2 separate regions of the Rattus norvegicus genome follow, and region 2 is linked to region 1. Evidence: chromatin contacts called from public Hi-C data. All regions are on one chromosome and are shown on one strand. Each heading gives the region's core, a stretch centred on a gene start, on an enhancer-like site or on the middle of the called end of the contact. The rest is flanking DNA. Distances are from core to core; before and after follow the strand shown.

Region 1 (3,664 bases), core at 714-3,213:
TGGCTTTCTGGTCAGCTAATCGGGATAGGATTGTTGCTATTAAGCCCTTTCCTTACCTGGCAGCTATGACTGGGGCATCACAGGAACATCATCATTAAGTCACGGTTGAATTTCATATAGAAACCTCCCAGTAATGGCCATAGACACTGATAAAATGACACCTAGGCTGCATACTTTCCACATACCACCTGGTGTACTTCCCACAACAGTGTTAGAGGAACATGATATATGATCTACTTCATACAACCATGGAGGCTGAGGCTCAGAAAAGTTAAGTATCTAAATCAAAGACATCAGAGCCCATGAGTAATGGATTCCAGTTTAAAGCTGACTGTAAAAGTTGTTCTTTCAACCACGTGAATTATACTTTATCTAATGGATCCAGAGTCCACAGTCCTATGCATTTATCTGCACTGTACAAAGTCCTCTGAAGATACACAAAGGGCTCTATGTCAGGAATCACCACAAACTACAGTGAGTAAACGACATTAATACCCTACCCTTTTTGTCCTGTCAAGAAACTAACAACGTTTTTGCACCCCGAACCTCTTCTCGCCTTCTCAAAATATTATTGCTATCTTTTGTTCCACTTTATCCTCATGGACATACTTTGATTTATGAGACCCAGAAACCTGTACTCCAGTGGCCAAAGGTCTTCCCTAATGAGTCATATGTTCCACAGAGTCCTTAGCCAACAGAATTACTTTTGTGATTATCATGTGGTTCAATTATTTTACCAAAATTTTTTAGAGTGAAAAAAATAAGTATTTGTTGTCATAAAGCAAAACATACAGATCCTCATGAGAGTTTAATCATCTTTCCCCTTCTCCCATTCAAACTCTGGTAAAGACGCAGTGTCTAACTTTCTGCTACAGATTGAGTAGATCCGTGGTTTGAAAGATAGTGTATCATAGATTAAATCATGGCATAAAATGGGCTTCCTTCAGTGAGTCACGAAGTATGGCATTCACAATTTGTAGCACAAGACCCTGTGTGAGCTTCCCTTACCGGTGTTTACACTTTGCTTCTTCTTTCCCTGTTTACTCCACATTTGCCCCCAGTGCTAGCTTTGGCTGCACAGGCTGAACATAGACAAGGCTCCAGGGATTCATCGGTTTTGCCTGGATTTGCTGTGTTCTCAGCCTGTCAGCCATTTGACATCGTATCTGTTCATCCCAAGGAACAAAGGGTCTGAATCATACCTACCGACCCTGCCACCTACTTCCTGTGAGGGAGTTCTGTAGTCTCGGAGGGTCATGCTGTTAGACACTTGCATTCTGGGTGACGTATTGGTGTACACGGTGTTACCCCAGTGTAAATTCCCCCAACAATGACAGTGTCTCTTGGGCTCTGTCTTAAACATTTTTTTGGTTTGAATTAGATTTACTCAATCTCGACATCATGATGTGAGTGACATTCATCTGAGGTGGCTGTGAGGATGAGCTCTGTTGAGTAATTAAAGAGCTTGTTTTGAATGTGGGGGATGGTAGAGCATGGAAAAAAATCACAGAAAAAAAACAGCAACAATACAAGTTCAGTAGGGAAATTTGAGACATCAAACATTTTTTTTATACAAAATACCAAAGGTCACTAGTCTCCCACATCAAATACTCAGACATTTTTTTTAAAAACAAATCCATTTCAGTCTGAGTCTCGACACAGGCCTAAAATATGTGTTTTTGAAGAAAAAAAAAACAGAAACCTAGAATAATTTTAATTTTGTTGTTTTCCAAAAAACGAAGGAAGCGCTGTTGGAGATTTAAGTGTGGGGAATTGGGGAGAGCATTTCAACCTTGCCCAAGAAGAGGTTGCCAGTTAAATACTGATGCAGAAGTCTCGATTTTCAGAATTACATTCATTTCTGATCATAAGATGTTACCAAAGGAGCAAGCCAGGCTCCAAGGTATGGTGGCTACCTGCCTGTTTTCAAGGAGCCCACAGCCCCCGTGTGACCAGCTCAGGTGAAGTGTAGCATCCTACACTTTGTCCAGTGTGCAGCCTCTGCGTTCATCTCAGCGTCAGTTCAACAGGAGGTTGGGGGTTGGTGAATTCAGCACAGAAATGATCCTTCTCCCACAGAGCCCCATCGAAGAAGGCTGATAGGGAAGAGAAGCTGTTCCTAAAGCCCTTAGCTTGTTCTCTTTCACATCTGCAGCTGTGTCCTCCTCGGGGAGTTGTCCAATCCAATGTGATTTTAAACATCTGTCAGCTAAATCAGAGCTCCAAATTTAGCACTCGGGAACATTATGTGGATTTGCGACGCTCGCCGGAGAACACTGCATTCGCAAACTCTCAGCTCACAGGAGACAGCCGGGTGGTACTTCGGTTGGTAATTTTATCTATGACACATTTAATTTGGCTGTGCATTTATGGCAATTATGTAAAAGGGAAATTGTGGCCATTTCCTTAGAAAAAGCTTTCTGCTGAGAGCTCTGCCTTTCTCTCCGATCATTTGCCTGTGTGTTTTTGTTTGTTGTTAATCCCCCAGAGGCTAGTTTTATCTGGGTTTCCTGAAATTCTATTCTTTATCCTGAGACATCTTTGTGATGCAGCAAAAACTGTCACTGCTATATACCCATCCAGAGGAAAGAGAAGTTCTACAGATGCACGGCTCTTGCTAGCCACCTTTGATCAACACATAACATGGTTCCTTTCTCTGTACTGGGCGGATGCTCCCGACAAGATGTACTGCAGCTAAGGAAAATGGCAAGCCCACATCTTGGCAGCAGCAAATAACTACTTGATGTTAGGCTCCTTTCCGAGTGTGTAACTAATCCCATCAATTCCTGAAACCATGGCATCCTTAAAGGGAGACATGGGAAGAAACAGCCTTGTAAAATAGTATGGCTGCCAATAGGTGTTGTATCACGATAGATGAACATACATTTTTTTCAATTAGATGCACACAAAAATCTCACAGCCTCCAAGATCCAGTGCCCCATTAAGCCTTCGCTAAGTCTTTTGAGCTATGGAGGGAGGCAGGGGTGTGAGTCTCTACTCTGGTTTTAATGTGTGATGCTATTAGGGCGAATCATCAAACGCTACTGGGATCTTGAAAGAGGCAACTGTGGTTCTTGATTGGTCGGGATTAGGACAGGCCCAGAATGAGAGCCAATGACATTGTAGAGACAGCGAACCTGTGCGTGAGTGACAGGCGTGAGTTTGAACTGCCTGAAAGTATACTGTCTCAAGGCAAAGGATACTGCTGATGGCTAGAGGAGAAGCCTCGTAAAGTCACCCTCTTAAACCACACGCACCTCGCACACACATGGACTGGAACAGGACTCAACACTGGTTTTCCTTGCTGTTAGAGAAAAGATGAGACTCCTCGGAGGTGCTATAACCAATTAAGAGCTGGGCACCAAGAAGATGCCACAGAGCACTGAGCAGGCAAACCTTGTCTTTACAATTTCTTCTTTCTTGACTGTCTTCCTGTTTAAGGCATCCTCTTGGGGAGCATGCTGGCTCTCCCTCTCCGTAGTCCACTTCTACAGCAACATACTTACGTTGGGCGGATACATTAGGGAATAGTTAAAACCAGAGACGGAAGCATCAGGCAGATCAGGATTCAAACCCCAGACCACTAAGGCAAAGTATCCTGGGAAAATTAGCAAGCTTTCAAGCTAGCTCACTGAGTAGACGAGATTTGAACTCAAGTAGAAAC
Region 2 (3,664 bases), core at 606-3,105, 110 kb before region 1:
AAGGAAGGAAGGAAGGAAGAAAAAATTTAATTCCACCAGAGGGCATCATGACAATTTTCACTTGCAAAAGAAACTGTAATGGGGCAGCTAAAAATTTTCCAGATTTGGAATGTTGAAATAAATGAGCATAATTAAAACAGCAATACTTTGACCAAGACATTGGTTCAGTTATGACTTTACAACCCCATAGGTTGATTCATTTTGCTAAAGATATGTTCATCCCTTAGAGACACAATTTTGGCAAAAAAAAAAAAAATTAACAACTTACATTCCCAAAGAGTGATACCCATACATTGTTACCATACCCCAAGCTTCAATCTAAATAAGATTTTCCTCCCCTTTTCAGAAATTTTGTTAGGAATTCTACAAAACTTTCTAAATGATGGCATTTTACTACCAATCACGACTTTGAAAAGAACCACAAGACAACAGGCCACCCTGCAGGAGCCCTGTGCATAGTTGTTAGTGGAGAGGTGACATGGAACACCAGTAAAGCTAAAGCTCAGGTGCTCGTTCATTCATTATTCATTCATTCATTCATTCATTCATTCATTCATTCATTCATTATTCATCAGTACAACTATTAAGGACCCATTACGCACTACTTTCCTGGGCTTCTAGGCTAGTAATAGTATATGAAATACTAGATTTTGACTTAATAGAACATGACTAGTAGAGAAACATATAAAAGAAGGGCTAAGCAGTCAAATAAAAACAATTCTTCGGTCAAGAAATCAACAGGAAGCCAATAAAAGGAATTCATGAAAGAAATAGCAGGGAACTTAGACCAGCTCGTAGGAAAGGCCCTGGGAGCCTGCAGTCTGATGACGTGACGACAAGAGCAGCCTGGCTAAAGGCTCCTCTGCTGGGGTGAGAAGTTCTGCTCTAGGTACACAAAGGAGGCCTCCATGTGCAGAGCAATATGCCCTAGGCAGAGGCACTCACAGTGAACTCAGGCTGGACCCTGCTAGGAACCTTGAATTTCATTTATAGTGTAGCATGTTCCAAAGTATCGATTGAGCAGGACAAAGATGAAGTTAGGGGAGCAAGGGAAGCACAAAACAAAACTGGAGCAGCGAACTGAGGCCCCAGTACAGAGTACAGTGGCTCAGAGGAGAACATGGCAACCAGCGGTATGACATAAGCACCTGACTTCAGTGGTTTAGACGTGGCATCCGCAGGCCTTACGGAGGCATTGCATATGGAAAGAAAGTTGAGATATAAGTGATCTGCATGTTTTTAGCTGGGACAACGGGGGGGGGGGCTGTTCTTCCTAACGTGCATGGAGATGTTCCTTGGGCGATGTTTTCAAGCTCTGTGTAGCGAAGGGCAGGGAGCCCTTCACCCTTTCTGCATCTCCCACTAAACTGTAGCTCATGTGGCTGCTGGTGGTCTGTGATCAGAGGATTAGCTCTCTGTTCCTCAGAAGAACTCCAAATTGTTCTCTCCAGAGACTGTGGTGTCAACAGCCCTGGATTAGAGCTGGATGAGCTCAGCTTTTTTCTTACTAGCTGTGTAACCTAGGGAATGTCATTTCACTTCTGCAATCCTTGAAGGTCCTTCTGAAGACAATATCAGTGATTATACGGAGCCCATTTTGTAAAAACTGTAAACAGTTACATAAATAGTTATTTTTGTCCTCCTTGTCATCTCAGCTGCCACCTTTGTTACAAATAACCTGCCATTCATTTTGCCCTGTCCCCCTCCCTTTGCTTCTTGCCTGCTTCTTCTACCTCCTGTCTTTTCTGCCAGATAAATTTGCTTCCCTGCAAAAGGCTGATTATTTGGAGACATCATCACTAGCCAATCAGAGCTCAGCATTCCTTCTGGCTGGTAAGCCAATCAGATGCAAGCTCCAGGTCTCCTTTCAGTGTTGCTAGGGTTTCAGGTCTACTTCTAAAAACTGGCTTGCTTGCTGCTGGTTCATTCTGTCCCTCTCTTCCTCCAACCCCCCTCCCCATCCCCTTGCTCTCCAAACCCTTCCCTTTCCCTCCTCCCCTCTTTTGGGTTTGGAGCAATTCCAAATGCTTAAGCCTTCCGGAAGTTTGGGTTATTATGAATAAGCAAGGTTTAACTGTGTATTTTTTCCCTTGAGAAACAGGGCAGCTTTTCCACATTCGACTTTGAAAGCATGTGTTTTAGCAGCTTAATGTCCCTTGGTCCATAAAACCGAATTTAGTTGTGTTTAAGGGAATTTTTTTGGTGCGGAGTGACTTTTATTCAGATGACTAGAAGATAAACTGGCATTGAACTTGGCAGTGAGACATCTTGTCATTTGAACCTCATTGGGCTAACACAGCGGATTCTAAGTATGTCAAAGCTGATGGTGGAAGATAATATTTGATAGCACTCAGTTGTTCTGTTCTATCTTGAACTTTCAGTGATGGGATTAGTGGTGAAAGTCACTGGTCAGCAACGATGGGGACTCTCACTTTATGGCTAAGTGGGTGTTCCTTCCATCACATCTGGACCCATGGGTCCTCTTTAAATGCTCTCCAGCTGGGCGAGTGAAGATGCCCTCGACACAAACTGCCTCTGCCTCCCGAAAGCATAAGGGCGATGCCAGATTGACTAGGAGAAAACAGCAACAAGAGCTATGTCTTTCTCCTAACCTTTGCTGCATTCTTAAGAGCTGGAGCAGCATAAGGATTCACAGTGTAAAATGACCCAAGACAGGGGGCACAAAGCCAGAATTCTGTCAGAAGAAGCTTAGAAAAGCTTAATGATTAACAAAGGAGTCGCTGCCTTCGGGCTCTGACCTTTAGAACTAACCAGCTTTAAGCTTTTGGTTCTAGCCCTTCAAGTCACTTGTATCAAAGAAAAAGGTACTTCCTAAAGACATTACCGTCCATCCATTCAAAAAAGAAAAAAATATAGAAGAGAAAAGGTGTCAGTACTAGGGAATGTGTTCTCAGACAGCATGGTCTTAGTCCTAAAAACAGTATTAATTGTTCACATATTTTAATTATTTATTTGGGGAGGTAGCCTTTAAGGAAGGCCTTGGTGTTAGTGCATATCCTGCAGGTGAAATGTATGAAATTTGGTTAACATGGTAACGGCTCTAAAAATACCTAGGCTACAGTTTAACCACAGAGTTTCCTCCTTAACGTAAAAGAGCCGCTGCCATGAGGTGCTCGAAAGTGCAACAAGAGCCACGTCTGACTCCGTGCAAGCAGCCTCTCGAGTCAGGCCTGGCAAGGACGGTGCACTGCCACTCGGCATCAAAGCAGCAATTAAAGTTTCGTGAGACCATCCGACAGAGCGCAACCCAGCTGATCCAAATGTCTACGCATTCTCCTCTCCCTGTCTCTACCTCTTCTGCTCCCACCCACAGCAACCAAGCAGGGTGTGGCAGGGGTTCAGTCACTATAGCGTGACCACAGGGCCTCACCCAAGGAAAAACGTGGGTCGCAGAGACCCAAGCGGGTAAGGAGGCTACAGCAGTTTTCCCAGCACTCTCTGCGGAGACTCAGATAGAGGGTGCAGGGAAGGTAAAATTGCTCACTTGAGGTTTTTTATCCGAGAGGCCCTCGCTTCACAGAACAAAGGGTGGTGGAGGGTGTGACCTTTCCCTGGATGGCTTTGCAGTTGCCCAGGTCAGGCAGGTTCCTCTGAGCTCTAAGTCTCCTTACAGGGTTAAGAGATTTCTTACAAAAATCAGTCT

The links. A called contact is a pair of places that touch in the nucleus more often than the background predicts.
Region 2: a contact with region 1 is called in a Hi-C map of kidney, with 4 times the contacts expected there. The contact joins two enhancer-like sites. A contact is called at or near these places in 8 of 12 Hi-C or Micro-C datasets (the A7r5 cell line, frontal cortex, hepatocytes and 3 more).

What each region holds. Positions count from the first base shown.
Region 1 is chr1:240,430,285-240,433,948 of GRCr8, reverse strand. The region is part of intron 4 of LOC102548095 (a long non-coding RNA gene); the gene reads right to left. Among named protein-coding and RNA genes, the nearest start is that of Rnls, 290 kb to the left of the region's middle. Within about 2 kb of position 1,963, at least 30 of the 93 cell types and tissues checked have an H3K27ac peak or open chromatin away from gene starts, as enhancers often do.
Region 2 is chr1:240,540,687-240,544,350 of GRCr8, reverse strand. All of the region lies in intron 4 of Rnls (renalase, FAD-dependent amine oxidase), which reads left to right. Among named protein-coding and RNA genes, the nearest start is that of Rnls, 180 kb to the left of the region's middle. Within about 2 kb of position 1,855, at least 44 of the 93 cell types and tissues checked have an H3K27ac peak or open chromatin away from gene starts, as enhancers often do.